7 separate regions of the Mus musculus genome follow, and regions 1, 2, 3, 4, 6 and 7 are each linked to region 5. The links are chromatin contacts, called in public HiChIP or PLAC-seq and promoter capture Hi-C maps. All regions are on one chromosome and are shown on one strand. Each heading gives the region's core, a stretch centred on a gene start, on an enhancer-like site or on the middle of the called end of the contact. The rest is flanking DNA. Distances are from core to core; before and after follow the strand shown. Region 1 holds the start of Atrnl1 (attractin like 1). Region 2 holds the start of Trub1 (TruB pseudouridine (psi) synthase family member 1). Region 3 holds the start of Dennd10 (DENN domain containing 10). Region 4 holds the start of Eif3a (eukaryotic translation initiation factor 3, subunit A). Region 5 holds the start of Pdzd8 (PDZ domain containing 8). Region 6 holds the start of Zfp950 (zinc finger protein 950). Region 7 holds the start of Prdx3 (peroxiredoxin 3).

Region 1 (3,602 bases), core at 1,048-3,547, 1.7 Mb before region 5:
TCATAAAACGTCAACAGAAACAGTTCGAAGGAGAAAGAGGATATAGGCGAAGCAGAGATTTGGTGTGATCCTTATGTGAATCCTTTCATATGAATTTAATGTATTCAAGTGTATTCGAAGGGTACTATTGAGAGGAGGCCTTTGGGGCTGCACGTTCAGTGTACGGTGAATGATTACAGTGGTCAGATGGCAACAGATGTGTGTTTTTAATGGGCAAACCCTTCACTCAAATACACGCCCCAGTCGGCGTGTGGCTGAGCTGTGAACTCTCTTGTTAGAGAGACAGACTCCCGTGTACCCTTTGAATTACCTTTATTCACGAGAGGGATTAAGAATTGACCACTTTCCACACGTCTGAAAGTGACACTACCTTAGACGTGAGAAAGATGTAGCTGACTTTAAACTTCAGCTGGTAGGAAGAGAAGAAGAAAGGAAAAGCCAAGGAGATTGTCCACCAACAGAGGATCCTAAAGGGTTTGGATTTCCTTTTCCTTTTTCTTTTTGTCACTGCAGTGAAAAGGAGTGGCCTCTAACAAGATCCTCTTAACTCTGCCCCCCTCTTTCTGAAGAACACCAGAATGTGGAAAAGGTGGGAAAGTATGGGGCAGGCCAAATTTCAGGCTCTACAGGACATGGCTCACACTATTGTGTCCCGGAAATGGATTTTTTTTTTTTTTTTTTTGTACAAGTGAGAATCAGCTGCCTTTCTTCTTTTGGGAAGGAGCCTTTTTTTTTTTTTTTTTTTTCCAGGACTTTTGTTTTCCTCTTAAGTCATTGCTGAGGTATTTGCAAACCAAGCCAGCCAGCACTTATGTTTTATTCACCAAAGGAGAACAAAGCAGCTGCAAACAGAAGTGGGCTGATAAACATTGAAAACGCACACAAGTTAGAGGACTTGATCCGTTTCTGCTACCAACACGCACCTCAGCCTTTCTCATGCTATTCCCTCATCTGCGAAATGGGGTTAATAGAGGATTTTCTCTGTGAATTGGGATGATGGAGATTAAAAGAGATGACGTGGGTACATTATTCCCAAAATAAACTCGGAGTGAATCTTAACAATAATATTATGACTGTGGTTACAACCAAAACTTTTCTGCTCCAGCTGTCAGAAATGTCTGGTGAGTTTCACAATCTTGTTCGTACCGCCTGCTCCTTGGTGGAGCTCCAACAACTCTCGAGGGTGCTTGCCTGCAATTTGTGCACAGCTTCCTCTCAAGGGTTCAGCTAACAGGCCCGTATAGAGAAAAGTAGAAGACATATCTCAGCTTATGCAATTAAATCTTGGAAAGTCATCTCAAGGAAGAAATAGATGCCGCTGAAAACGGGAAAGGGCCCTTTCTGGAAATCACTTCTGCTTTTCTGAAGGAAAAAAAAAAGCCCCGATGTCGCAACATTTTTCAAGAGAGAATAGTGTCCCAGACGAAGGAGGAAACATAGACAAGAGAAAAGAAGATTTGGTGAGGTTCCGAGGCAGCGTCGGGAGGGGTGGCTCTCGGAGCAGTTCTTTGTTGGGCATGAGGAGCCCCGATTGGGCGATAAAGAGCCGCCGCGGCTGAGGTCGCCCCACGGGAGCAGCTTCGCGCCCCATGCAGCCCCTCACCCCACTCCGCCCTGTCCCTGCACCCCATAACGTGGTCAGACCGCGGTGCCTTTAAGACTTTGCTGGCTGCACATGCTCAGCTCTTTGTGTGTAGTTGGGAGTTTTTAAGAAAAAAAAAAAAAAGAAGAAGAAGAAGAAACGTGCAGGAGACTCGGGGAGCGCTGGGGCGGGCGCCTCACTTTTGCAGCCCGCGGAGTACAAGGTTGCCTTCCTGCCGAGGCCCCGAGGTCGGAGTGGGTTTCTCCTCCGTGGGCTCCGCGGCGCGGGCCACACCTGGGGACGCACTCCCAGCGGTGCCCGCCGGCCGGGTGGGCGCGCGGGGGAGTCCCAGGTCCCCGTCAGGGGCCGGGCGAGACCACCGCGCCCGGACCGAGGGGGGGGGAGTGGCCACGAGAGTGCGTACGCACAAGGCTGCGGGGACGTCTCTCCGCAGTTTGGGCTGCGACCGCGGCCACAGCAACTGTGTCTGGAGGACGGAGGGAAGCAGGCTGCTGCGGTATCTCAGGCTAGCAGGAGTACCGCCGGGTACCGACAGCCGCCCTCCCCTCCCCGCGTGCTCCTGTTGGACGCGCCCATCTCGGGGGCTCCCGCGCGGCCCCGCCCTCCCGGGCGAGCCTCGGCATTCGGCGCGGGGCGCGGGCGAGGCGGGGCCGTGCGGGTCCCCTCCCCCTTCCCGCCCGGTCCCCTCCCCCTCGGGTCCCCTCCGGAGCGCGGGGCGCCGCCGGCTCTTCGCTCCGCTCCCGGAGCTACCGTGGCTGCAGGGTTCGGCTCGCCGAGGACAAGGTCAGGGGAGCGGGCGGCGATGCCCGAGTGTGACTGGAGGCAGCCGACCGGAGGCCGCCGCGCCTGGGATCCGCCGCTCCGGACCGGTCAGCGGGACGGGGGTCGGCGCCGTTGAGGAGCCGAGGAACAGCAGCGGCGGCGGCGAGGTCCTCTGCGGCCGGGATCCCCGCTCAGCGGCATCCCCGTGCGCTCCCGCGAGCGCAGCCCCGCCGAGCCGGGACGCCGAGGAAGATGGAGCCGGGGGTCCGGGCCCGCTCGGGTGCCCCGCAGCCGGCCTCCCCGGTGCTGTGGAGGGCTCGGCCGGCGGGCGGTGGGGGCGCCTCCTCCTGGCTGCTGCTGGACGGGAACAGCTGGCTGCTGTGCTATGGCTTCCTCTACCTGGCGCTCTATGCTCAGGTGTCCCAGTCCAAGCCCTGCGAGAGGACTGGCTCCTGCTTCTCCGGTCGCTGTGTCAACTCCACCTGCCTGTGCGACCCGGGCTGGGTTGGGGACCAGTGCCAGCACTGCCAGGGCAGGTTCAAGTAAGTGCTACCGTGGGACCCCAAGCCTCAGCCCTGCCCCGCCAGCGTAGCTCCCCGCCCCGCTCTGGCCTCGGGGTCCCCGGGAGGGGGCCCTACGCTGCGCCCCTCCAGCCTCCGGGTGCCCCGGGGAGCTCCAGCAGGCGCCCAGCCCGGGCTGACTCGGTGCTTTCCGCATGTCCTCAGCGGCTTGTCATCCTCTGCGCAGAAAGAATGTTCTCACTCCAATTCGTGCCAAACTCCGCCAATTAGGACAGTATCTGTTTCCATCAGAAACGGAGGAAATAACTCATGAAAAATCCATGAACATTGTGAGAAGTCAGAGGCGTCAGGGTTTAAAGTTGTGGCCCAGCTCCTTCCCTGTGCTGTTCCTCTAGTCAGAGAGCACGCCTCGGTTTAGTAATCGTCGAGTGTGGTAAATAGGGTTTACAATGGGCAAACTACGATCTGTACCTTGTTATAAGTTTCTAGGTTGGTCCTCTCACCCATTTCCCCATAAGTCTATAACTTACTGGAATTTTACGCCTTCTATCCAGAACCTACAGAGAGAAATCCAGGCAGCAATTTAAGTTAACTCGATCAAGGTTATGCAGAAAATGCTGAGTCGTGATTCCAGTCCAGCCAGCTTCACTCCAGAATATGCATTTAGAGGTGTTGGGTTTATCAGGACAGTCATGGCTTTGTGTGACTTTTGACAG
Region 2 (3,555 bases), core at 663-3,162, 1.9 Mb before region 5:
GCAACTCTTGTAAAGAAAACATTTCATTGGGGCTAGTTTACAGTTCAGAGGTTTAGTCCATTATCATCATGGTGGGAAGTATAGCTGCATGCAGGCAGATATGGTGCTGGAGAAAGAGCTGAGAGTCTACATCCAGATTAGCAGGCGGGAGGGAGGGAGGAAGTGAGGGAGAGAGTGAGGGAGAGAGTGAGGGGGAGAGTGAGGGAAAGGGAGAGGAGAGGAGAGGAGAGGAGAGGAGAGGAGAAGAGGAGAAGAGGAGAAGAGGGGGAGGGGGAGAGGGAGAGTGAGGGAAAGGGAGAGGAGAGGAGAGGAGAGGAGAGGAGAGGAGAGGAGAGGAGAGAGATGAGGGAGAGGGGAAGAGGAGGAGGGGAGAGAGGGAGAGGGAGGGAGAGGGGGAGAGGAAGAGGAAGAGGGGAAGAGGAGGAGAGGGGGAGGGGAAGAGGGAGAGGAGGGAGAAAGACTAGGAGACTGGCTTGAGCATTTGAAACCCCTCCAAACCCACCCCAGTGACACACTTAGTCCAACAAGGCCATAGCTCCTAATCTTTGTCAAGTAGCACCACTCCCTTAATGAAAAAGCATTCAAATCTATGAGGCTGTGGGGACCATTCCTATCCAAATCACCACACAGTTAGAGAACAGAGAACATAGATTAGAGGGTAGCAGAAAAGAGATATGGTGGGGGTGGGGGAGAGGGAAGGAGAGATGGCAGACTGTCTTAGTCAGTCTGAAATATAATATTAAATAAAATGACCTGTGAGTTAAAGGCTTGTCCAATGTGTAAGATGTTGGCTACTTTAGGAAATTAGAGCTTGATTTTTCTAATGCCCAGAATACTCTATCTGTAATGATTCCTCTGACATACATTTGTTGCGTGAATGGTAGACGTGTAACTGGCATCCCCTGACTGGGATCATTAGGCAATGAGGCATCATTAGGGAAGAATGTTAGCCTGGCAGAGCACTATGAGAAAGAATGGCTGTAAGGCAATGTGGGGAAACAAAGAAGACAAAGTGGCTATCCCATAATAACCACACTTCCATTTAATGCATTTGGGGAAGAAGTAAAAGGATTTTTTTTTCCTCTCTTAGAGGGACAGCCTAATGCGAGGTCTGCAAAGAGTTTAAATATTAATTTAAACCATAGGCGTTTTTGTTGTTTTGGGTTTTACTTGTTTGTTTGTTGAGATAAGGTCTCAGTATGTTACCCTGGGTGGCCCGGAACTCACAGAAATCCACCTGCCTCTGACTTCTAAATGCTGGGATTAAAGGCATTCACTGTAGGGGGCTAGGGGGAATTTATGCTAGAGTGAGTTGGTAAATCCTGATCGGACACATTAGTCAAACAATGAATTTTGATTGTTGGTCCTTGATGTTTTGTCTCAGGAATGAGACAGTGGCCAAATAACTGAATGGACCTTGGGGCTAGCTTTAGGAATGTAACCTACAGTTTAGCAGGGGAGAAGGAAAAGGGGAAGAAGAGTAAAGCCTGTTGGTGCCATGTTTGCCATGCCTGTTAGAGAGCCCTTCATGCACCACCACGAATGGATCAACCATATATAGTTTTTGATTCCTATAAAGGAATAGAAACTCCAAAAGAACATTAACATTTTTTTTAGAACTGTCAAAAACTGCAGTCAAAAATTCAAAATTCATACACACACACACACACACACACACACATGCAGGTTATGGGGGGGCGGTACAGAAAGGAAGTGACTCTACCTCAAATACACAAATTAGGTGTTTGCGTTGGATAGTTTACAGCGGCAACTCCAATGTACCTCTTCACGACTAAGAGCATTTGGTAACAGAGATATTAAAGGTTCCAGCAGAACTCCGAGATGCCAGAGCAAGCCATTGGCCTATACCGAGCCTATGGACTACAATTCCCAGAAGGCCTTGCAACACATCGGTGTCATCTCTGCTCGCCTCTTGGCCCAGGCCGTGAAAGCATGGCAGCTGCAGAGGCAGAGGTGGTTTCACCTCTGATTGTGGACACAGCTCCTGACACTTCAGGAACAGCCGAGGCCTCTGTAGCAGCATCGGTGGCGGAAGCGGCCAGGACTGAATCGCAAGCCCCGGCCTCCAAGGCCGCCCTGGCTGCTAAGCTCATGTCGCTGAGCGGCGTGTTCGCCGTGCACAAGCCCAAAGGGCCCACTTCAGCCGAGCTGCTGAACCGGCTGAAGGAGAAGCTGCTGGCAGGTACTGCCGCCCGGGTAGGGACCAGGCTGAGGAGTTCTCCACCACACTGGGATTTTTATCTCTAGTCTTTCTTCTTTTACTTACTGACTTACTTTGTGCGTCTGTGGCTCAAGATAGAAAGAGTGACCACCGAATTAACTCTGGACGAAAACCCAGGGCATCTTAGGCTTGGACTTACCCAAGTGCACACTCTTTCAACAGTGGCCCTTTGAGCTTCTCACGGGAAGTACGTGTAGAGTTGGGGGACCAGTCTGCATATACAGGTTTTCACCCTGGTGGCTGCAGCCCAGTTTTCTGTAGTTTGATCCCTCCCAGGGTTTTTGTTTAACTCTTGCGAATGAGTACCACCAGAGGAAATGCAGGCTCTCTACCCCTAAGTTGCAAACTTAAAAGTTTATTTGAAAAGCACATAGGCTGAGTTAGCTAGGATTTAGAAAGGACACCACTTTCACCTTTTAGTGGGCACGGTGATTCGTCTTCTATACAAATGCAGGTTCCTGATCCCCACACTTGCAGACCCTGAAAGTCTGAAGATCTGGGATTATTTTGGAAATTGTGCTCTATTGCTTCAGATTGTGCTTTCTTTCTTCTTCTTTTTTTAATGTAGTATTTTTTGAGGAACATTAAAATAGAAGATGGCCATTTTTCTAACCATTCTTCCTCTTGATCATTTATAACAGGAGCATTAAAAAGCCAAAACCCTTTAGTTTTGTTTTGCGTGTGAATGTGTATGCAGTGTGAGTGTGTGTTTGTAGGTGAGAGGTGATGTTGGCCATCTTCAGACATGGCTTTCCATCTTGTGTATTGAGCCAGAGTACCTCACTTGAACCTAGATCCTGCCAATTAGGCAAGTCTGCCTACTCAGCTTGTTTTAGGGACAACTGGCTAGGAATCAGGGTAGCATTCAGTGTCACCCTCGTGTTTATAGGGGTGCTGGAGATCCAAGCTCTGGTCCTCACTATTGCTTGGCGAGCACTTTACCCTGTGAACAGTCCCCACGGAGCCTTTCTTTTACTGGATTCTCATGTTAAGCTGCATCTGTGGAATCCTATAGGGACATAGGATGAACAGTGGCCGCCTCTTCCCTTAAGTCGGCTTACAGTCTTGTGATCTCTGCAGTTCCAGATTCTCCAGAGCTTCAGCTTAGCTTGTCTTGTTACAGGTACAGAGAAACCTCTCACAGTGCTCAGTGTCACCTGGAAGACTTAATCTAGTTTTGTTTGTTTGTTTTGAGATAGGTTTGCCTTGAGCTCAACTCAGTGATCCTCCTGCCTGAGCTCCTGAATGTGAGACTTACAGATGGGCACCTCCATTCTGATTTAAATTTTCTCTTTTAGCCAGGAGCCAAACTA
Region 3 (3,934 bases), core at 566-3,065, 1.5 Mb after region 5:
CAAAGACAGCTTGGTATATTCCCTAAAAGTAGCATGCTGGAAGCATAGTGCTGTGGTACAGGTCTGAAATTCCTGCTATTTAGGAGTTTCAGATGGAAGGATTTTGAGTTCAAGGCTAGCTAGGGCCAATTAGACAGAGCTATTTTAGCAACAACAAAAATATAAATTAATGGTTTGCACTTTTCTATTTCTGTAGACACTGTTAATCTTCTTTCCAAAAGGCTTCATTCATTATATTTTTTTACACAATTAAACTCAGTTTCCAGAAAATCATTATGAACTGCCACAAAATCAGAATGCAATTGCAGTGATGCTGTTATCTTTCACATTAAATCCTAGTGTAAATGTATCTTTTATTCGCCTGTAGTAACTATCGGTGGTTTGCTGCCTCTGTCTGTTAATCTGGGCCTAGTCCTGGAAGCTTCTAGCCTCTGTACAATCTTATCTCTGCCTAGAATGTTTTCAGCCTCTGAGGCTTACTGCTGAATAAGCTCACCTTTTCTAGTTCTTTCTGAATTCTGGCTAGCTAGTTCAAACTCCTCTACAAGCTGACAGATTCTGGCTTCTCCTGAATTGCTCTGTTTGGCCTAATACTAACTTTGGCAGTATGTTCTAATCTTCTGGCTCCTTCTCATTTTTTGGCTCAGTCTGTTTTCACCTGTGTCTAGCTTGTTCTCTCTCTGCAACACATCTCTGTACAACTGTCCCAGTAAAAATTCTCCCTTCCTTTCTCTCTCCACTGCCCCTAAAGTAGCTTCCTTTTCCTCTCTCTTCTTGTGAGAGTTGGGAATATCCTGTTCTGTCAAATCTTTGATTTCACTTTGTCTACCACTCAACTAGACATCACTTTTAAACATGGGAGCTTCCTTCTACAAACTAACCTTCCTTGTTTGGGTTTAAAGTGTTTACTAAGGGTGTTTCTGAATTCCAGCCAGAGAGATTAAATGTGTGTGTTAAGGGCTGAGCTACACCACAAATAGAAACAGGTTTTGGTTGTTGTTGTTGTTGTTGTTGTTTTTTCTAGTAAATAATACAATCTTGGAGATCACAGTGTGATCAAATGTCCTGCAACATCCTAGAGCATCCTTATTATAAATGAATTCTGTATTTTAACTGTTACATGCTTGACCTCCACACCCTCTAAACTAATGTATTGAAATCCTGACTTTCAAGGTCATGACTTTAGGAAGTTGAGTCTGGGAAAGAATGCTGACCCTGACTTGACCCCTAGCCTAAGAACAGGGCCAAGGAATGGATTCCCACCAATCCCCGAGCTAGTCCTAAACTCAAGATTTGAAATCCTACCAATATCCACCCTGGAAAGCCCAGTCTCCCAAAAAACCCTGTATAAACCCTGTCTTTTGCTCAGTTTCCTGCTGTATAGAGGCTGCTGCCCCTCCTGGATTCACCTCCTCCCCCTAATTAAATCTCTTGCGTGAGGTTTGTTGTGTGATGTGACTTTGTGCTTTTTGGCTCCCAGGATTGGAGGCTCCAAAGGATTGCCAGGATACCTCTCAGAGCAGATCAAGCTGGGGACATCATCGCCTGCCAGAGCGGTGCTGTTACACTTGGATTGGGGAAACTAACATTTCTATAGGGGACCCTTTCCCTCCAGAGCAGCAACACATATTAGGTCTCCAATTATTTGTCTTTGTAATCAGTGAACGGACACTTCACTGGAGATCTTTAAGGTACTAGACAAACGAACAAGGACCTAAGCGTAGAAAGGCTGCAAGAAGGAAGTTTGGCCAGGAGAGGGAAGCCTGGGGCGGCACCTGTAGTGCCTGCTGCACCCTGCCGGAAGGGACGGGACTTGTTATGGGCGTGGCCAAGAGGAGGGGTGGGACCTGCAGTGCGGAGCCCAGGGTAGCGGCGGAAGATGGCTGCGGTTGTGGCAATGGACACCCAGCTGATGCTCGGAGTCGGGCTGATCGGTGAGGACGCAGGCTCTCTGTCTGCCAGGCCATGCCGCAGCTCCGCCTGGGTTCTGGGATCCCCCGGGCTGCTTCGCCAGGGAGAGGCTAGACTTGGGCCGAGGACTTCGGCCTCCTCCCGCCGGGGCTGACGTGGGGCCTGCGGGCGGGCGGGCGGGCGGGCGGGCGGGGCTCGATACTCCCGTTGACCGCCTGCTTTGGGACTATGGGTTGGAGAGCTAGGGCCCGGCTGCGTTTGTTTGCGGCTCCCCGGGAGTATGGGTGACACCCAGGGAGCCCCGAGTGCCATTGGCAGGACATGCCAGGAACTGGCAGAACCGATGTTGAAACCCGTGCAGGGTCATCCCGAGCCCCTACTCCCACGGTAGAGAACTTCGTGTCAGTTGATCCTGATGGCTCTGGAGTTCCTTCTTGGTCACATATGGGACCCCAGCTACTTAATAGGAATTCATATGGAGGAAATTCATAGGTATCTTTTATAGTCCCAACTGTGCGTGACCGTTGGCAGCCCAAGCAGGTGGTAGGTGATAGCAACGCGCGGCACGAATGAATGAACCTTTATGAATTCCTTTGAATAGTCTCTCTCCTGAGGTTCTAATTAATACAAGTAGGACACTACTGTTCCTGGCAGAGTGCAATCGTGTTGCATAGGCTTACCAAAGATCTGCTGTTATTATTTTTCAGGAGCTCAAAGAAGTGTCTTTATCTTGTACTCGCTTTTTCTTTTTGTGTAAAATTTAAATTTTTTTGGTGTGAATGTTTGCCTGACTGTATGTTTGTGCACCTTGTTTCCCAGTGGAGGTCAGAAGAGATCATCAGATCCTCTGGACCTGGAGCTCATATAGGTGCCGGAAATAGAACCCAATCCTCTTAAAGAACAGCTAGTGCTCTTAACCGCAGAGCTATCTCTAGTCCTCTTGTATTCATTTCTTCTTCTTTTTTCTTTTTTTCTTTTTCTTTTTTTTTTTCTTTTTTTGGTTTTTCGAGACAGGGTTTCTCTGTATAGCCCTGGCTGTCCTGGAACTCACTTTGTAGACCAGGCTGGCCTCGAACTCAGAAATCCTCCTGCCTCTGCCTCCCAAGTTGCTGGGATTAAAGGCGTGCGCCACCACCGCCCGGCATCTAATGTGATTTTTAAATTGCTTGAAAACAAAACCTATGTACCTCAGGCATCTTGGACCTGTCAGCACTTCAGAATTAAGACTGAATTAAACTGTGAAGATAAAAATGACTTACAAATGGCCAGGGGTTGATGCACACCTTTAATTTTAGCGCCCAGGAGCCAGAGGCAGGCAGGTTCAAAGTCAGGTCTACAGAGTTCCACGACAGCCAGGGCTGCACAGAAAAACTCGTTCCCAACAAAACAAACAAACAAAAACAAAAAAACCCTGCAACATATTTACAGCTCTTTAGTTTTTATTTTCCTTAGATTTTATTCTTACATGCACTTTAAAGGATATTTATTTCTAAGGTATGTGGTGGTGGCCTGCATTTAGCTTCAGTACTTGGGAGGTAACAAGTGGATCTCTGAGTTTTAAGGCCAGTCTGGTCTATGCAGGAAAGTGCCAGGAAAGCCAGGGCTACACAGGGAAATCCTGTCTCAAAAAAAAAAAAATTTGTTTCTAAGTAATGGGGTTATCAGAGGTATGGTGACATAAATCTATAAGTTATCAACTACTTTGGGAACTGAGCCAGCCCCTCAAGTTATTTCCTTTTTTTTTTTTTTAAATTGAGGTATTTATTTTGGTGAGAAAAGCATACGATTAGATGGCTTTTATTGTTATTATAAAAGTTTGGCGGCTGGGCGTGGTGGCGCACGCCTTTAATCCCAGCACTAGGGAGGCAGAGGCAGGCGGATTTCTGAGTTCGAGGCCAGCCTGGTCTACAAAGTGAGTTCCAGGACAGTCAGGGCTATACAGAGAAACCCTGTCTCGAAAAAAAAACCAAAAAAAAAAAAAAAAAAAGTTTGGCATAGTGGTAGAGCTCTTGCTTAGCATTTA
Region 4 (3,681 bases), core at 363-2,862, 1.4 Mb after region 5:
ATGGTAACTGCTGCTAAATGTTACAACTTAAACATATATTAATAGCTATACCTAGTAAGTCTATCCAATTCCATTTTCTACAGCACAATGCAATTCTAAGTTTCAAAACATTAAAAGTCCTAAATTAGCTAGTTCTATTTTCAATAATAGATTAGTACTAGAGGTATTGGGTGACCCACAGTGCATTATTATTCTACTCCAGACTGCTTCCTAACCACAAAAAATATTAATGTATGTAACCAACACATCTTCATTCCTGAAAATTATCAGCAGTATTCTTTTATTATAAGTTTTGAGTCAAATGGCCTTTTCACAAAATGTAACTTCCACTTCTAACAAGCTTGCCAAACAAAAACCTGCAACATACATGGTTTATTTTTCCAGTTTGGACTGGAAGGGTTGAAAAGGGCACAAATACTGAATTATCAGGTTTTATTTTAAAAAATAAAAAGCAATTTTTAAAGGTCAGATCAGATATGCGCACACGAGTTTTCCACGACACAATGTCAGAGATCCGGGCAAGTCTTTCCTGCAAGCACTAGGCTTAATTAAGCACACGTATGGAAATAGAAATAGCACTCAGTGGCTCTGCGGTGGAGGAAAAACAAAAAAACAAAAAACAAAAAGCTGATCTGGATATCAAGAGACCTTGGTCTTAGTTTTCTGACACTCCCAAGTGACCTTGGGGAAATCACTCTTTCTAGGGCTTGTCTGGGTAGATCATTTTTAAATCCCTAAAGAATACTAACTTTACTGGATTCGAAATACTTTCGAAATGACCCTCATCATTTCGGGGGGTGGGGGGGAGGACACCACAGGAAACAAGTTAATGGAGCAGAGGCCTGAAGTGCAAACTAGTAGTGAGGGAAGTAGACCCTGACCCAGAAGGCCTCCGCGTGGGATCAGGAACCAGACGTGCCCGAGAGGTGGAGTGAAGGTAGACTAGCCGGCTCCCGACCCCGGCGGGAGGTGGAGCGGAGGTTCTCGCGTGCATTGTCCCCGGGAGGGAGCCATGTTTCCTCCTCCCGGCACTCCCAGATGGCGGCAGGGAGCGCGGGGCTTCCCAAGCAGCCCGCGGGTTTGAAAAGCCAGCAGAAGGCCGATCGTAGCGAAGAATCGCAAGACCCGAGAGTCCTGACCCGCTGGGCCGTGGCCCTGCGACGCAAGCCTCGGGCGGCAGCCACTCAACACACACCAGAGCGACGGTTCCTGATCCGCGCCTTCCGCCGCGGCCCGCTTGAGTAGGGAGGCCGTGCGCAGACGCGGCCCGGTGGCGGCGGCCGTGACCACTGGCCTCCACAGCCCGGGCTGCGGGCAGCAGGCGGAGGCCCTCGAAACTCCCAGGCCTCGGGCCGGCCCTGCGCGGCGCGACCCGCTGCCTTACTCACCGTTGGCGCGCTTGAGGGCATTTTCCGGCCTCTGGAAATAGGCCGGCATCTTGACGGTACGCTCAGTTCACCCGGCGTCAGCGAACTCCCTAGTGGCCTGGACCGGGAGAGAAGGCGGAGGGGAACTAGCGCGAGCTTCCACGCGCCTCGCCAGCAGATGCCCGCGCCCAGCCGGCCAGAGACGGAAAGGAAGGAACCACGTGATTCCCTCGCGGCGGCAGCGCCGCCGCCCGAGCCCCGGATGTAGGAGGCAGGCCTTTGCGCATGTTCCGCCTTTCTCCGCGCGCAGGCGCGCTGGCGTCTCGAGCGCGGGCTGACGTGGCGCTGGGTGCCGAGCAGCGCGAGCTGTGGTGTTCTTTGGTTGCGGGAGGGAACCTTCGGGACCGTTTTCTCCGACCACCTCTGCCCCCCGCGGACACAGAGTGGGAAAGGGAAATTTGCGGTCTGATCTGCGACGAGAAAAGGCAGTGTCTACACAGTCATAGCCAAAATGACGTGCGCGGAAGCAGGCCGCGTTAGGGTCGCATCGCCTCTGCCGGGACCTCTCCTGGAAAGGTTGAAAATACTGAACGGAAGTGCTGACCCCGTATCGCTGGCCAGTGGTGTTCATCCCTGAAAAATAGGTCACCAGTCACTTGATTGACAAGGAAGGGGAGGGAACAAACGAATAATAAACAGAGTTATTTGGTATCCTCCTAGGGTTAGTGTCCCAAGGATTCCCGAAAGAAGGGGAGTAGAAGACCCAGGAACCTGGCTTGTATATTTGAAAATACGCGAGTGTCATCGATTTTTACATACAGCTCACGTCACAAACAAATATAAGAAATGTGTTGGTGAAGAAATGGCTTATTGCAAGCCATGTCTTTTATTGCTACCTAACAAATGTAGTGTTCACAGATTAATTACTATGCTTAGAGCTTGAAAGCCATTTAAACCGCGTCGAATTATTAGGCTCTTGGTAGGAAATTAACTTGAGTTCAGGGCTGTGGCTGTACAGTGGCTGAGCGCTCCTCTAGCACACACAGGGGCCTCCATAATCCCTGGCACCACACAAAGGTTCAGAGAAAATTCAGGAAGAAAAGAATAAATTATTGTAAGTTTATTACATATTTTACAATAGTATGGGACATGTGAGTTAATGAGATACTGTGTCAATGAATGAGGAAACCTTAAAAAATAAATAAAACCTGAGCGTGGTGAGAATCTACGCCTTTGGCCTTTGATCCCAGCACTCAGGAGGCAGAGTCAGGCAGATCCCTGTTAGTTCCAGGCCAGCCTGGTCTATACAGGGAGTTCTATAGACCAAAGCTACACAGAGGAAAACCTTTCTCGAAAAACAAATTAATGAGAAATATTTTAAAGCTATTTAAAGGTCTGAAGAGATACTAATCTTGCAGAGCACTCTAGTTCAGCCACATCAGACTGCTCATAACCACCTATAACTCTAGTTTTGGAGTATCTATCATCTCTGGCTTACCCAACACTTGCATTCACATGAACATACCCACTCAAAGATACAGGGCACACTAAAAACAATAAAAAATATGTTAAAGTTCATTTCAAGAGTTCTTCCTCCAGAATGCTTAGACCATGCTAAATCATGAACTTTCACCTTCCAAAACAAGTACCCGGACAGGATTGGTGTAAAAGAGCATCCAGTATTTACAAGCTTTACCAACTGTTTTATGGGCATGATCAAAGGGTTTCTTTGTGTATATTATAGTTAAGTCAAATTTTAAAAGCCAAACATAAAGAGCAAATAGTTCTTTCATGCAGTTTTTAATTACATAAAAATTACTTCATAGGCTAAAGAAAGACTCAAGCAGTAAAATAAAAAGAAACTTGGCCTAAATATCAGAAAAGGCTTTCTCACATTCTCGACTCCATTATCATAACAAAAAATAGTAAAATAGAAGCTGAAGAAATGGCTTAGCAGTTAAGAGCACTTTTTGCTCCTGAAGAGAGAATCCAGGTTTGATTCTAAGCATCCATAAGATGGTTTATAACCATCCATCCATAACTCTAGTTCTAGGATATCTTACACCTTTGACCTCTACAAGCACCAGGCACACACATTGTACATAAACATTCATAAGGGAAAATAGTCATGAAGGTAAAGTGTGTTTAACATTACCTATTTGGTAGGCCCACAGTCAGTTGACCACTAGAAAATTAAAAGAAGTGAAATGAAATATCCCTCATATTGATGATTTCCCCTTTGTGTTATTTAAAGCATATTAATCATCGGTGACATATAGACAATGATCACATGTGTGCATTAAAAAAATGAGTC
Region 5 (3,674 bases), core at 160-2,659:
GCCCTTCAGGTCTGCAATGTGCCCAGGAACAACTTTTCCACGTGGTGCAGGAGATGCTGCAAAGGCAGACACAGCCGCTGCCTTCCGGTTGCAACAACCACACACAAGTGTGTCTCAACAGACCCAGGAGAGGCACTCACTGACTGGCCAGGGACAAGGCGCTCAGGCCTCCAGCTCCCTGTGCTGCCTTGGCAGCACGGGAAGTGCCCACTACCCGCCTTTCTTTGCTTGGGGGCCTCAGTCCAGGTGGAAGCAAACTGCAGGCCAGGGTCGTGCTGGGAATCTGCCTTGGCCCTTCCCTGGCTAACCTCCCCCGGGTAGCCTCGGCTCCCCTGACCCTCCTCTCACCTGATCTTGTAACTGGGCAGGGTGTGCTTGCGCTTGATGATCTTCTTGAGCTGGTTGACGATGATGGAGGTGAGCTGGGGCATGGGCCGCCCCTCGAACTGGGAGCGCACCTCGAAGTCAATCAGCGGGTCCTCCACGAAGGAGAAGAACCAGTGGGTGAAGGGCACGCGGGTGAGGACGAAGCGCAGCCTCCCCACCACGCGAGACAGCTTCACGAACAGGTAGGCGGACTTGCCAAACACCAGGTCCACGTCGATGGCCAGGTGGAAACCGCCGTTGTACTCCACCTCCGCTTCAAAGGCCAGCTCCTCCGGGCAGGTGGCGGGCAGCGCGTCCCCGTCGGGGTCGTCGGGCTCGCCGGTGCCCGAGGCCACCACGGGCCGCACCAGCCGGATGGTCTTGATGAAGGGCACCGTGTCGCCCAGGAACACGTCGCGCAGACTCAGCCCCTCCAGCAGGCGGCCGGCCGTCTTGGTCTGCAGCAGCTCCTCGAACTCCACCTTGATCTTCTTGGTGACCCAGCGGCGGGCGAGCGCGGTGTCCCGCAGCTCCCGGAACAGGAACAGGATGGTGGCGTTGAGGAAGTAGCAGGTCTCCAGCGTCGGCGGGGCCGGGCTGTCGGGGGTCGGGGTCGAGCTGGCGCCGGCCTCGGAGGAGCAAGCAGCGAGCTCCTCGGCGCCGCCGCCATAAAGGTACTCCCTGAGGGGCAGGCCCGGCACCGGCTTAAGGTAGCGGAAGCCGTCGCCCGCGCGGGCCGCTTCGTCCGCCCGCGGCTCGGGCTGTCTGCGGTAGAGTAGCAGGAACTGTGCGAGCAGCGTGAGGAACGAGCCCAGCACGGCCGACGCCAGGATCAGGAGCAGCAGCCCCATCCCGCCGCCCCCGCCGCAACCCTCGGCCTGCTCCCGCGCTCTCCGCGCCGCCCTCCTCCTCACGCCGTCGCCCCCGCCGCCTCCATCTTGAGGACATCGGTCGCGGATGAGCGGCTCCCTGGGCCCGAACCGAGCGTCCGCAGTCCGACGCTGCCTGGCGGCGCCTTAGCCCGCCGCGGCCCCGCGCCTCCTCAGACGCTCCCCCGGGGGCGGCCCGAGCGGCGGACCGGCGGCGGGCGAGGGCGGGAACGGCGCCTCCCCACAGAGCCTGCGCTCATTGGGCGAGCGGCGCGTGACGTCAGAGCGTGCGCGCCCCCGGCGCCGGGCGCCCCGGCGCGCTTGGACGCGGGTCCTTTCCCACCTCTCGGCGCGCTTCCAGCGCCGCTCCCCCCACGCCCCTGCATTCCTGCCGCCGGCGGCGCGGCGATCCGTGCGTCCGTCGTCTCCGGAGGGCGCGAGATAACGGAAGGAGACCTGGATAAGTCGGGCTGACGGGGCCCGGCGCGGCCGTCCGTTATTCCGCGCCCATCCCCCGCGGCGGCCGTGGGTCCTGCCGGATACCTCTGTGGCGACCGCCCAGCATCCCTCAGTGTGTTGCTGCCTCCCCTGCAGGGCAGCGCCGCAGAGAGCCTGAGCACAGGCGGTTGGGACACTGCCCGAGCCGGCCAGAGGACAGACTGCATCAGGGATTGCCATCGCTAGCCCGCACAGACCGGCAGACCTGCATCCGCAGAGAATGGGCCCCGAGAAGGGACCAAGCGGAACCGCGAGAAGGGGACTAACTTTCCTACCTTGGGGATTTCAATTTAAGTGAGAAAGAAGTTTATTTGAGGTCTGGGAGGAGTGGGTGAGCTGAGTGAATTTGCCAGCATATTGGAAGGTGTCTTAGCGACTCCATTCAGATTGTTCACGCCCCCCTCCTCCCTTCTTTCCTCTCTGAGGGCATTATCCGGAGTCCATCCCTCAGGCCATTACTTTTAGTGCCTACCAATTTCACAGAATAACCCGTGGTACCCGTGGCATAGTAAAGAAATTGCTTAGGGGTCACATCGTGGGATCCTAAGTCCTTGGTTTCTACTTGGCATAATAACACGGAGGATGCTGGAGGTTTTTTTTGGGGGGGGGGGTTGTTTGTTTGTTTGTTTTTCGAGACAGGGTTTCTCTGTGTAGCCCTGGCTGTCCTGGAATTCACTGTGTAGACCATGCTGGCCTCGAACTCAGAAATCCACCTGCCTCTGCCTCCCAAGTGCTGAGATTAAAGGCGTATGCCGCCACCGCTCAGCTTAGCTTTTTGGTTTTGAAAATAAAAAATAATAAAAATTTAAAAAGCCGATCAGGGATCAGGTCCCAGTTGCTCCATAAAGGAGAGTTGGAGATGCAGAGACTGGGAAAAGTGGAAGATTTTGCAGAGGGTACCAATAGAGCCAGAAGCCTTTGTGTTCCCTGGCAACGGTGTTTCCTCTGGTGCTTTCTGACTACTCAGTTGTTACATCACAGTTTTTATCTGTCCTCACCGACACAACTTGTCTAGTCCTAGGGAGGTCAGGTATTCCGCTACTAAAACCCTCGTGGATTCAGGCTGGCTCTTGAGACATCAGTACAGGGATCCTTTCTAGTCTTGACTGGGTGATTGGAGCCTTAAACCAGAGTTCTGACCCAGCTGAGCCAAGTATAGAACTTTGGAAGCAAATTGATAATGTAATGAAATCTTATCAACCAGATTGACTGAGAAACACCTAGGGAGGCCTAAATGTGTGTCTGGGAGTGTCTTTGAGGGCATTTGCCCAAATGATTTAGGGCCTGAGGACTGGCTTAAGGAATGGATGTTTTATGGGTTCATAATATGATGATGGCATTATTGGAAGGTTGTGAAAGCAGGGAGGGAGGACCTGGCTGGAAGAAGCGGGTCAGTAGGGCAGTGTCCTTGGGGATAGGTCCCAGCCTCTTCCTACACTCTTCTGGATTTCTGTTGGTTGGGAGGGATTGAGCTTACCTCTGCTTTGCCACGCCCTCCCTGACTTGATGGATTGACACCTCTGAAACCATAAGCTAAAAATCAATCCTCCTTTTAGTTTGCTTATATCTGGTCTTTGTCACAAACTTAGAAAAATAATACAGTAGCAAAACTCAGGGCAAAGCAGAAACAAGTTTAGAATGTGTGGTAAGAAATGATACATTGAATCATTTTGTGAACTGTGAAGATAAAATCCAACATACACCTATAACAAATGAGCAGAACAGAGTCCCTGCCCTCGGGTATGCCAGGCCCAGGCAGACAGTCACACAGGTAACTAGAGATAAGAAAGACACTGCTCTAGCAGAGGCATACTGGAGATGCTACAGTAACAGAGTCTTCTAGTTCAGGGGCAGAGAGCAGAAACTGCCTGTGGCTAACATCACTGCCATGTGATTCCTGGTAATGACAGTGGACTATCTCTCTGATCTCAGCTGCAAGAT
Region 6 (3,591 bases), core at 833-3,332, 1.8 Mb after region 5:
TTAAAAACTCTGTTGTGGTACAGCCTTTTAAGTAAAGAACTTGGGAAGTTTAATCAAGAGGAAAGCAAGGTCATTGCCCTGGGGAGCAATGTGACCTGAGTCAACATAGCTTATCTCAGAAATATTTTTCTAAAAGGCTGAAAATGAAGCTGTCCTAGAATAAACATGTCTTCCCATGGAGAAATCACTGTACACAAAAAAGTTTAGTTAAGAAAAATGTCTTTAATGACAGGATGCATGCAGTGCTGGCTAATGTTCAAAGAGGAGGCAGCAGAGAAGAGATTTTACATTCCACATTTGCTGTCACCCTTAAGTGTCTTTTAGGTTCAGGCCTCAGGTTATGTTTTGAACAATTTAAATATGGACTGGAGTCTGCAAGTCTAGCCACTTAAATGGGAGATTTACACAGCAAAGATACTAACATAAATATTTAAGTATACCAGGATTTCTCTGTGTAGCCCTGGCTGTCCTGGAACTCACTCTGTAGACCAGGCTGGCCTCACACTCAGAAATTCGCCTGCCTCTGCCTCCCAAGTGCTGGGATTAAAGGTGTGCACCACCACTGACCGACCAGCAGATTATTCTTGAGTAACAAGGTTCTAAGTGGAAGATCCCTGAGGATGAAAAGGATAGGAAAAGTAGAAGGTAGAAAGTATAAAAGCTAGGTATGGGAGGTCTCACACAAACTATGTCTTATGCTAAGTAAGCTTCTTAAGAATAGCATCTTGTATACTACTAACAAGGGAAATGGAAAAAAATGGTAGACTTCTATGAAATCAGCAGCAACTATCATACAATGGGACAAACTCAGAAGGTGTCTAATAAACAGCGGTCCAAAGCAGGACACAGGGTATCTCAAGAACATTACTGACAGTGGATTTAGGACTGATAGCCACAGTCCCATGTGGTAGGAAGAGTTGGTTCAGGATGTGAAGCAACCCCTCCCAGAGCCCCAGACCACTAACAGTTCTCACAAGCATATCCCTTGCTTTAGAGGAGCTCTATTTTATTCTCAATTCATCAGGTCCTTAGGAAAAACTCTCCAGGTCCAGGCCTCAGTCTGCTACTGGCTCTGAAAAGCATGTTCCTGGGTTTCCTTCTCCATATCTGAGGGCCTCATGGAAAGCCTTGCTTGATTAAGCTAGCCCTTGACACAACAATGTTTTTTGTTTTCAAATGGTTGTCACCTGGTGTAGTCTTGCCTGTGTGGCAGAACTATGGTTTTCTCAAGAAGAAAACTGGGTCTTTATGGCACACCAGGCTTTAATGTTGGTTGTGACCATGTAATGCCTCCTTGAGCAGTTTGCTAAAGGCCTGCTCTTTTATATGAGGATGGGCTTAGTGGCTAGTTGTAAATAAGAGGTGTCTTCTTTGCTATGGTCTAGAGCCAAATTTCTGGATAATCTTCGTGAATAAACATGTGTATCCTAGTATCCTAATCTCTAACAGGTCTGGTTAGCACACTACTTATCTGTGGAGTGTTTATAGCAGTTCTCCCTGAAGTAAATTCTACTATCTCCTAAGCATTGGTAGATCCTTTACATCATCAATTCTACTCTTCTACATCTCAGCTTAATATTGGATTGCTACCCAATGCATGAGATGCCTTTTACAACCTCCACAAACTTAAGTCCAAATGGATCTTACATCTAAATATTAAATGTAGAAGACAAAAGGGAAACTAGGGCTCTCCGAGTTTGGCATCCTGCCAAGGATGTTTCTACACACAAGTCCCAACTCTAAAAGTTTTGCCCAGTCACAGCTCCCATAGTGAAGTTATTCAGTGGCTACCGCCGGATCCAGGGAATGACTATGACCACAAGGGACCTGACAGGTAGCCGCATCTGGCTGACACTTCCCACCTAGCCCCAGGGAAGACCCACCACAACAGCTCCCGAGGCTCAGCAGCCTGCTCTTCCCCATTGTGGGCAGTGACCCTGTGCTCACCATGTCGCGACTTCAGAGCGTCCCTCACAGTACCCAGTAGCAGAGTTCAGAGTACATCACACAGAAACCTTCAAGACTGCTCAGTCTCAGAGCGGAACTTGCTGCTCGACACCCGGATGAATCCTCCTCCTTTTCTGACTGGCAGGTCCATCTGAAGCCTCTGATTGGCCAGTGAGTCTTGTGTGACTTGAGCACCTCCCTTAGGGTAAGAGCGTGCTGACGTACACAACTTAGAAGTTCCCGGTTCAGGCTTCCAGTCCAGGGCAAAAGGTTTTCCAGATGTGCAGAGATGTACATTTCAGTAGCACTTGTGCCTGTCCTCCAATATCCTACCTGTCTGTCTTCCCACCCAGCCCCGCGGGAGGAACCACCACTCCAGTTTCCGCTGCTCAGCCACCTGCTCCTCCCTTTGTGGCAATAGATCCTGCACTCACTACCTTGCCACTTCAGCCCTTGCTTGAACTCCCCTCAGTACTCCGGAGGCACTTCCTTCTTCCTCCTGGAATAGCCTTTACATAGCCCATTACTCAACTTGCAGTAGAGTTTTCAATCTGGTCCTCAAGTGGAAGGATGCCCAGGGTATTAACAATTAAAGAGAGATTTTAGGAAATAAGATAATAAGATGTTTAGGTAAACTGCAGCAGCTATTTTTCACCTGGTAAGTATGAGACAACGCTGGGGGACAAAAGCAAGAAATAGATGACAAACACTATGGAGCACTATTGTTAGCCAGCACATCTTCCTCCTTGGGAAGGTGGAAAAAAACTGACTGATAGTTACCTGACCCTCGGGAAAGTCCCAGGTAGAGTTCAAATACCTGTCATGCTTGCTAGCCAATAGGTTTAAAGGTCAATATGCTTAGCCAATAAGGTTGAGGTATAATCTTGCTGGTGTAACCTGTGCTCCTAAAAAGTATAAAAACTGTAATGGCCATTTGGGGTCGCCTTCTTATTAACTCGTCTCAATGCTCTGGAAAATAAACCTCTTGCTTTTGCATGGGGTGGTTTGGGTGGGAAAGAAGTCCTCTTTGAAGATGAGCTCCACTTGTATAAGGTTGATAATAAAAACAAAATAAAAAAGCTCAACAAGAAGAAGAGAAAAACCCAGCATGTTGTTTTCTGACATTTCCTGTACTTCAATTCTCCTAGAAAGAGTGGGGCCAAAAACTTTCTGAATCACGTTGGGCTGTACTTAAGGACAATAACGCATTCACACACTTTTCTCCCATTTAATTTATCCTAGACATTGTATTCCAGCAAACCTTCAGAGGGCAGTGGGGAAATTCCTTTCACCCCTATCATATTCTACCCTGCCCTGCTGCACATCAGCTCAGTGGCTTACCAATGGCAAAGTTTTAGTGCAGTTTAAAAAAAAAAAAAAGTTCAGGGGTACAGTGTTTCTGAACAAAAAGAACTGCACTAAGTCCATTATAAGACACAAAATAGCTTTGAGAATAGGTTTGATAATTTTTTATAAAGAAAAAAATTTAAGATTTATTTATTTATTTATTTATTAATGCACATTTAGTACACTGTAGTTGTCTTCAGACACACCAGAAGAGGGCATTGGATCCCATTACAGATGGTTGTAATCCACCATGTAGTTTCTGGGAATTGAACTCAGGACCACTGGAAGGGAAGTCAG
Region 7 (4,029 bases), core at 1,314-3,813, 1.5 Mb after region 5:
AGCTGGCACTGAGCTCCAAGGACTCAGTGGTCGCCTCTTTCTCAAGTGCTGGACCCATTGTATACTACTATGCCAGGCTTTCTGTGAGTTCTGAAGGTCAGCTGAACTTTGATCCTTATGCTAGCTGACTGACTGACTTAGCTCTCACTCCAACCCTAAAGAAAAGGTTTTTTTAAAGAACAAAAACTAGAAGAAATGAAATGCCCTTGGAACTACAAAAGGAAGAGGAAGAAGGCAGTAGAGAGCAGAAGGCAGCCAGACATGGAGCTAGCTCAGACTAGGGTGTGAGTATCACAGGACACTGACCAAGAGGGGCCAATACACAGGGAAAAGGAACAAACTCAAAACAAACTCAGCAAGTCTTAAAAGGACCCTCAGCAACAAGCAGCCAGATTAGCTCTTCACGGTAGAGAGAACAGAGTCTGAGAGGCTCTAATGCAGGAAAACAGATGTTTCCAGGAAGATTAGGCCATCAAAAAGATAAGAATGGTGGAGGCAATGTCTATAGTTAGTTATCTTGGTGAGAGGCACTGAGGCATGGCAGAGAGAAACCAAGAGCAGATGCAGGACATGTTTCAAACCTGGGGTGGGGTACAGTGGTGTTTTGTGTTTTCATTTTATCTAGTAACTTAGGTATCTTAGAGAAATAGCCTTTGTTAAGTATATTATACAAATATTTTCTTTTTCCTAGACTACCACTTTTTCTACTCTTTTTTAGGGGGGTGGGCATGGGGAGAGGTCTTGTTTATTTATTGTTCCCAGACAGAGTCTCACACTGTGATGCCCTGATTGGCCTGCAACTTTTTTTTTCTTCCTTTTTGGTTCTTCGAGACAAGGTTTTCTGATCTGTAGGCCAGGCTGGCCTCTAAATCACAGAGATCTGCCTCTGCCTCCTGAATGCTCACATTAAAGGCATGTGGCTCCACCACTGGCTTCCATTTTCTTTCTGTTTTCTTAAAAGTAAGTTTTAAAATTTTGACACCGCCAAGGACTCACTGTTCCTAACAGTTCCTTTTAGATCCAGCCATCTCTACATTATTCTCATATCCATGTTTAAAATCTCCAAGGACAAGCCTCAAGTATAGCCAGGGTCCAGAGTGGCTGATAAGGGTTTCCTTTTACCTGGATATGACTAGAGCACAGTAACACTTACTGGTGCTAAAGGCTGACTTTCCTTGGGCAGAGGCAGACCACAGTATGTCTGTCAAACAGGTTCTTCTAGAAGCAACAGGCCTAAGAACTGTTGAGGCAGAAATACTCCGGGAAATAGCACTTGCATGACGAGCAACCTGGAAAGAAAAATGCTTTCAATTAGGAAGGCTTTCCGAAAGGGTGACTGAATTCTGCCTTGCTGCTGTCATCCTTTGTTAACGACCCTTTTCCCAACGAAACAGATACCAAATCAAATTAAGAGCATGGGTTGAGTCTACAAGAAAATCATAAGAATAAAGCTTCAAGAATAAAAAATCTCCAAAATTTCAGGAAGGCTAGGCCAGGCTGAGTAGTTGTACCCTCCCCCACCTGGAGCTAACTGCTGCATCATGTAGCCACATCAAGGTTTTTCTCAGAAAAAGTCCCTTCCAGGCTCTCAGTCAAGGAATAGGGTGAAGTTCATGCACTGGGAGTGTTTGGCCCAAGCTCAAGGTTAGTAGTGTTTGCTCAACTTTGATGTCCAACATGGGACAGGAAATTAAGGGCTGAGCCCGGCGATGAGAAAGGAGAGGAGGATGGCTGGCAAGAGGACAGACAGTAGGCTGCTACTAGAGAACAGCAGATACCAAGGCAGAGTCCAGCCTGAGTGTGGGAGTAGAAAGAGGCTCCTGTTACTGTTTTTACTCCCGTTACTTTGTTTATACTCAGACTTAAGTATGAGCCCACAGCCATGTCGAGATGTAGGAAAAACTAAGGTTCAGAAATGTGAAGTCAAGCCAGACAGCACTCCAGAGGCAGAGGCAGTCGGATCTCTGTGAATTCCAGACTAGCCTGAACTACAGAGCGAGTTTCAGGATAGCCAGGGGATACACTGAGAAACCCCGTCTCGAAAAACCACACACACACACACACACACACACACACACACACACACACACACACACACACACACACACACGTGTATCTTGGCCAAGGTCATATTTGGTGACAGATCCTAGAACACAGTAGTCAGCATACTGGCCTCAAAAGTCAGGCCTGGGTGCTTTAGTGAAGAAACAGCAAGGGGACCATCAAGCACAAGGACTTGTTGGAGAGCACATCACCCACGGGGATAGTGTAAAGGCTGTCCTGCGCAGGGGCTAGGGCCTTTCTAGCCGCAGGAGGCCTAGAGGTCCCCGAGCTGAGAACTCCCTCCCATAGGAGCTAGTGGGCAGCAGACCTAAGGGTGCGCGATCCGGTCCTGGAAACAAGTGCGGGCCAGAGTCGCTGTTGTGTCATGCGCCTGCCCAGCTGCCAGCCACTCACCGAGGACCAGAGCAACCTTCCCGCAGCTGCCGCCATCTTCAGAGCACGCAAGAGGCACGATAGGCGGAGATACCGAGGAGTAGCCGGAGCACGCCGGGTGTGCTTCTGCCTGGGGCGTGGCTTCTGCTCCGGGCTTCCCTATGAGGGCGGGGCCTCAGCGAGGCGGGGCTTACGAGGAGTGGGTGGAGGAGGGGTGTGGTTTATGCAAAGAGGCTGGACCTGGGTGTGTGGTTGTGACTTAGGGGAGAAGCCGTAGAACCACTCCTTCCAGCTCAGGGGGAAATTTCCCTTTGACCTCCTGAATACCTGAATGCTTGGATTCCTATTTATGGTACCGACGTATAAAGATCAAATTCAATTTAGGAAGTAGACACTTATTGACATTTCCTGTTGATTTTGTTTCGCTAATTTAGAGTAGTAGAAAGTGTCTGTCTGTGAAAGAATCCAGTTCCCTTTCTATCTCAGGTGGGATCTTCTGCCTTCTGCATTCAGTGGAACAAACTTAGTTATCTGAGTTCTTTAATAAGCTAAGCGACTTAGGGACATCAGAGTTTAGTGTGCTTGAAAACCTTTGATATTGTGTGGGGGCGTTCATTTGGCCTCTCCTCAAAATTGGGATAATTGGGACACATTTTAAATCAATTTATTTGTTAACGCAGATACCAAGTAATGATTGGAGGGCACGGTTTTGAAGTACCACATCAAACACAGAATAAAATTCACATGATAACCACACTAAATGCCATGTCTAAGCTGGTATTTTCCAAGCACTGTTCTGTTACTAATATAGTTTCTCACATCTGCATATTATCTAAATAATATTTTCTTTATGCTAGCTCATTTTAAAGTGCAAATAATCTTATGGGAAAAGAAATGTTAAGTAGGAAATAGTTAAACTTCTACTTATAACAGTATAAATAGAAGGGAATTAAAAATAAACACACTAGTGCAAAATACTGCAAAGTTCCAGCTAGATACAGTTATTTGCTGAAAGTCCGAGTTTTGTTGAAAAGAAAGAGAAGGTGGTCAGAGGCATTCATTTGTAGGTCAGATGATTGAAAGAAACCTAAAAACATTTTGAGTTTCTCATACTGAGATCTGATGTTATTATTTATTTATTTTGCTCTCTACTATATCAGAAATATTCATAAAAGAAAAAAATTATAAATCTAGCTGTCCATGAACCATTAGCTGCTACACAGTGTACCTGTCTTGTGGAGAAAAAAAAAAAGCCTTATACCTAAAGAGACATCTCAACAAGTTCCTCACAGCACTTGCCTTGAACTTAACTGGTACCCAGTGTATGTGTTTGGTGTTCAAGTCTGTGATGGAATATAATTCAGACATAAAAAAGGATGAAGGCTGAGCTTGATGGCTTATACTTGTAATTTCAGCACTTGAGAGGCTGAGGCAGGAGGATAGCCAAGAGTTCAAGGCCAGGCTTTGCTACAGATTAAGATCCACTTGAAACAAAACAAAACTCTGAAGTGTGATAGCACAGGTCACCTTCTTGCCTGTACTTGCTTCTTCTTCTTTTTTTTTTTTTTTAAGATTTATTTTATTATTATTTAT

Evidence for each region. Promoter capture Hi-C pulls out the DNA fragments that hold promoters and counts their contacts. HiChIP or PLAC-seq counts read pairs in DNA pulled down with a chosen protein or histone mark. Capture Hi-C pulls out chosen DNA fragments and counts their contacts.
Region 1: a contact with region 5 is called in a promoter capture Hi-C map of pre-B cells, with 2.5 times the contacts expected there. The contact joins the promoter of Atrnl1 here to the promoter of Pdzd8 in region 5. A contact is called at or near these places in 1 of 39 promoter capture datasets (pre-B cells), 1 of 484 Hi-C or Micro-C datasets (embryonic stem cells) and 1 of 115 datasets of contacts at active chromatin or transcription factors (microglia).
Region 2: a promoter capture Hi-C map of pre-B cells shows a contact between it and region 5, with 2.0 times the contacts expected there. The contact joins the promoter of Trub1 here to the promoter of Pdzd8 in region 5. A contact is called at or near these places in 2 of 39 promoter capture datasets (liver and pre-B cells).
Region 3: a promoter capture Hi-C map of adipose tissue shows a contact between it and region 5, with 2.5 times the contacts expected there. The contact joins the promoter of Dennd10 here to the promoter of Pdzd8 in region 5. A contact is called at or near these places in 2 of 39 promoter capture datasets (erythroid cells and pre-B cells), 1 of 115 datasets of contacts at active chromatin or transcription factors (large pre-B cells) and 1 of 9 other capture datasets (adipose tissue).
Region 4: a contact with region 5 is called in an H3K27ac HiChIP or PLAC-seq map of extraembryonic endoderm stem cells, with 15 times the contacts expected there. The contact joins the promoter of Eif3a here to the promoter of Pdzd8 in region 5. A contact is called at or near these places in 10 of 39 promoter capture datasets (the 3T3-L1 cell line, 3T3-L1-derived adipocytes, the C10 cell line and 7 more), 3 of 484 Hi-C or Micro-C datasets (CD4 T cells, erythroblasts and pre-B cells), 7 of 115 datasets of contacts at active chromatin or transcription factors (T-cell acute lymphoblastic leukemia, acute myeloid leukemia, embryonic stem cells and 4 more) and 1 of 9 other capture datasets (adipose tissue).
Region 6: a contact with region 5 is called in a promoter capture Hi-C map of embryonic stem cells, with 3 times the contacts expected there. The contact joins the promoter of Zfp950 here to the promoter of Pdzd8 in region 5. A contact is called at or near these places in 1 of 39 promoter capture datasets (embryonic stem cells) and 1 of 115 datasets of contacts at active chromatin or transcription factors (pro-B cells).
Region 7: a contact with region 5 is called in a promoter capture Hi-C map of embryonic stem cells, with 5 times the contacts expected there. The contact joins the promoter of Prdx3 here to the promoter of Pdzd8 in region 5. A contact is called at or near these places in 5 of 39 promoter capture datasets (the 3T3-L1 cell line, cranial neural crest, embryonic stem cells and 2 more), 1 of 484 Hi-C or Micro-C datasets (CD8 T cells) and 3 of 115 datasets of contacts at active chromatin or transcription factors (embryonic stem cells and thymic regulatory T cells).

What each region holds. Positions count from the first base shown.
Region 1 is chr19:57,608,737-57,612,338 of GRCm38.p6, forward strand. It overlaps Atrnl1 (attractin like 1), which reads left to right and starts at 2,298. Exons shown (of 29, transcript NM_181415.4): 1 at 2,298-2,907. The coding sequence starts at 2,618.
Region 2 is chr19:57,450,994-57,454,548 of GRCm38.p6, forward strand. Trub1 (TruB pseudouridine (psi) synthase family member 1) reads left to right here and starts at 1,913. Exons shown (of 8, transcript NM_028115.3): 1 at 1,913-2,203. The coding sequence starts at 1,954.
Region 3 is chr19:60,809,740-60,813,673 of GRCm38.p6, forward strand. It overlaps Dennd10 (DENN domain containing 10), which reads left to right and starts at 1,816. Exons shown (of 9, transcript NM_026437.4): 1 at 1,816-1,934. The coding sequence starts at 1,880.
Region 4 is chr19:60,789,081-60,792,761 of GRCm38.p6, forward strand. Eif3a (eukaryotic translation initiation factor 3, subunit A) reads right to left here and starts at 1,613. Exons shown (of 22, transcript NM_010123.3): 1 at 1,389-1,613. The coding sequence starts at 1,437.
Region 5 is chr19:59,344,371-59,348,044 of GRCm38.p6, forward strand. It overlaps Pdzd8 (PDZ domain containing 8), which reads right to left and starts at 1,410. Exons shown (of 5, transcript NM_001033222.3): 1 at 349-1,410. The coding sequence starts at 1,217.
Region 6 is chr19:61,138,758-61,142,348 of GRCm38.p6, forward strand. Zfp950 (zinc finger protein 950) reads right to left here and starts at 2,083. Exons shown (of 3, transcript NM_001001737.2): 1 at 1,948-2,083. The coding sequence starts at 1,950.
Region 7 is chr19:60,871,975-60,876,003 of GRCm38.p6, forward strand. It overlaps Prdx3 (peroxiredoxin 3), which reads right to left and starts at 2,564. Exons shown (of 7, transcript NM_007452.2): 1 at 2,458-2,564; 2 at 1,154-1,289. The coding sequence starts at 2,493.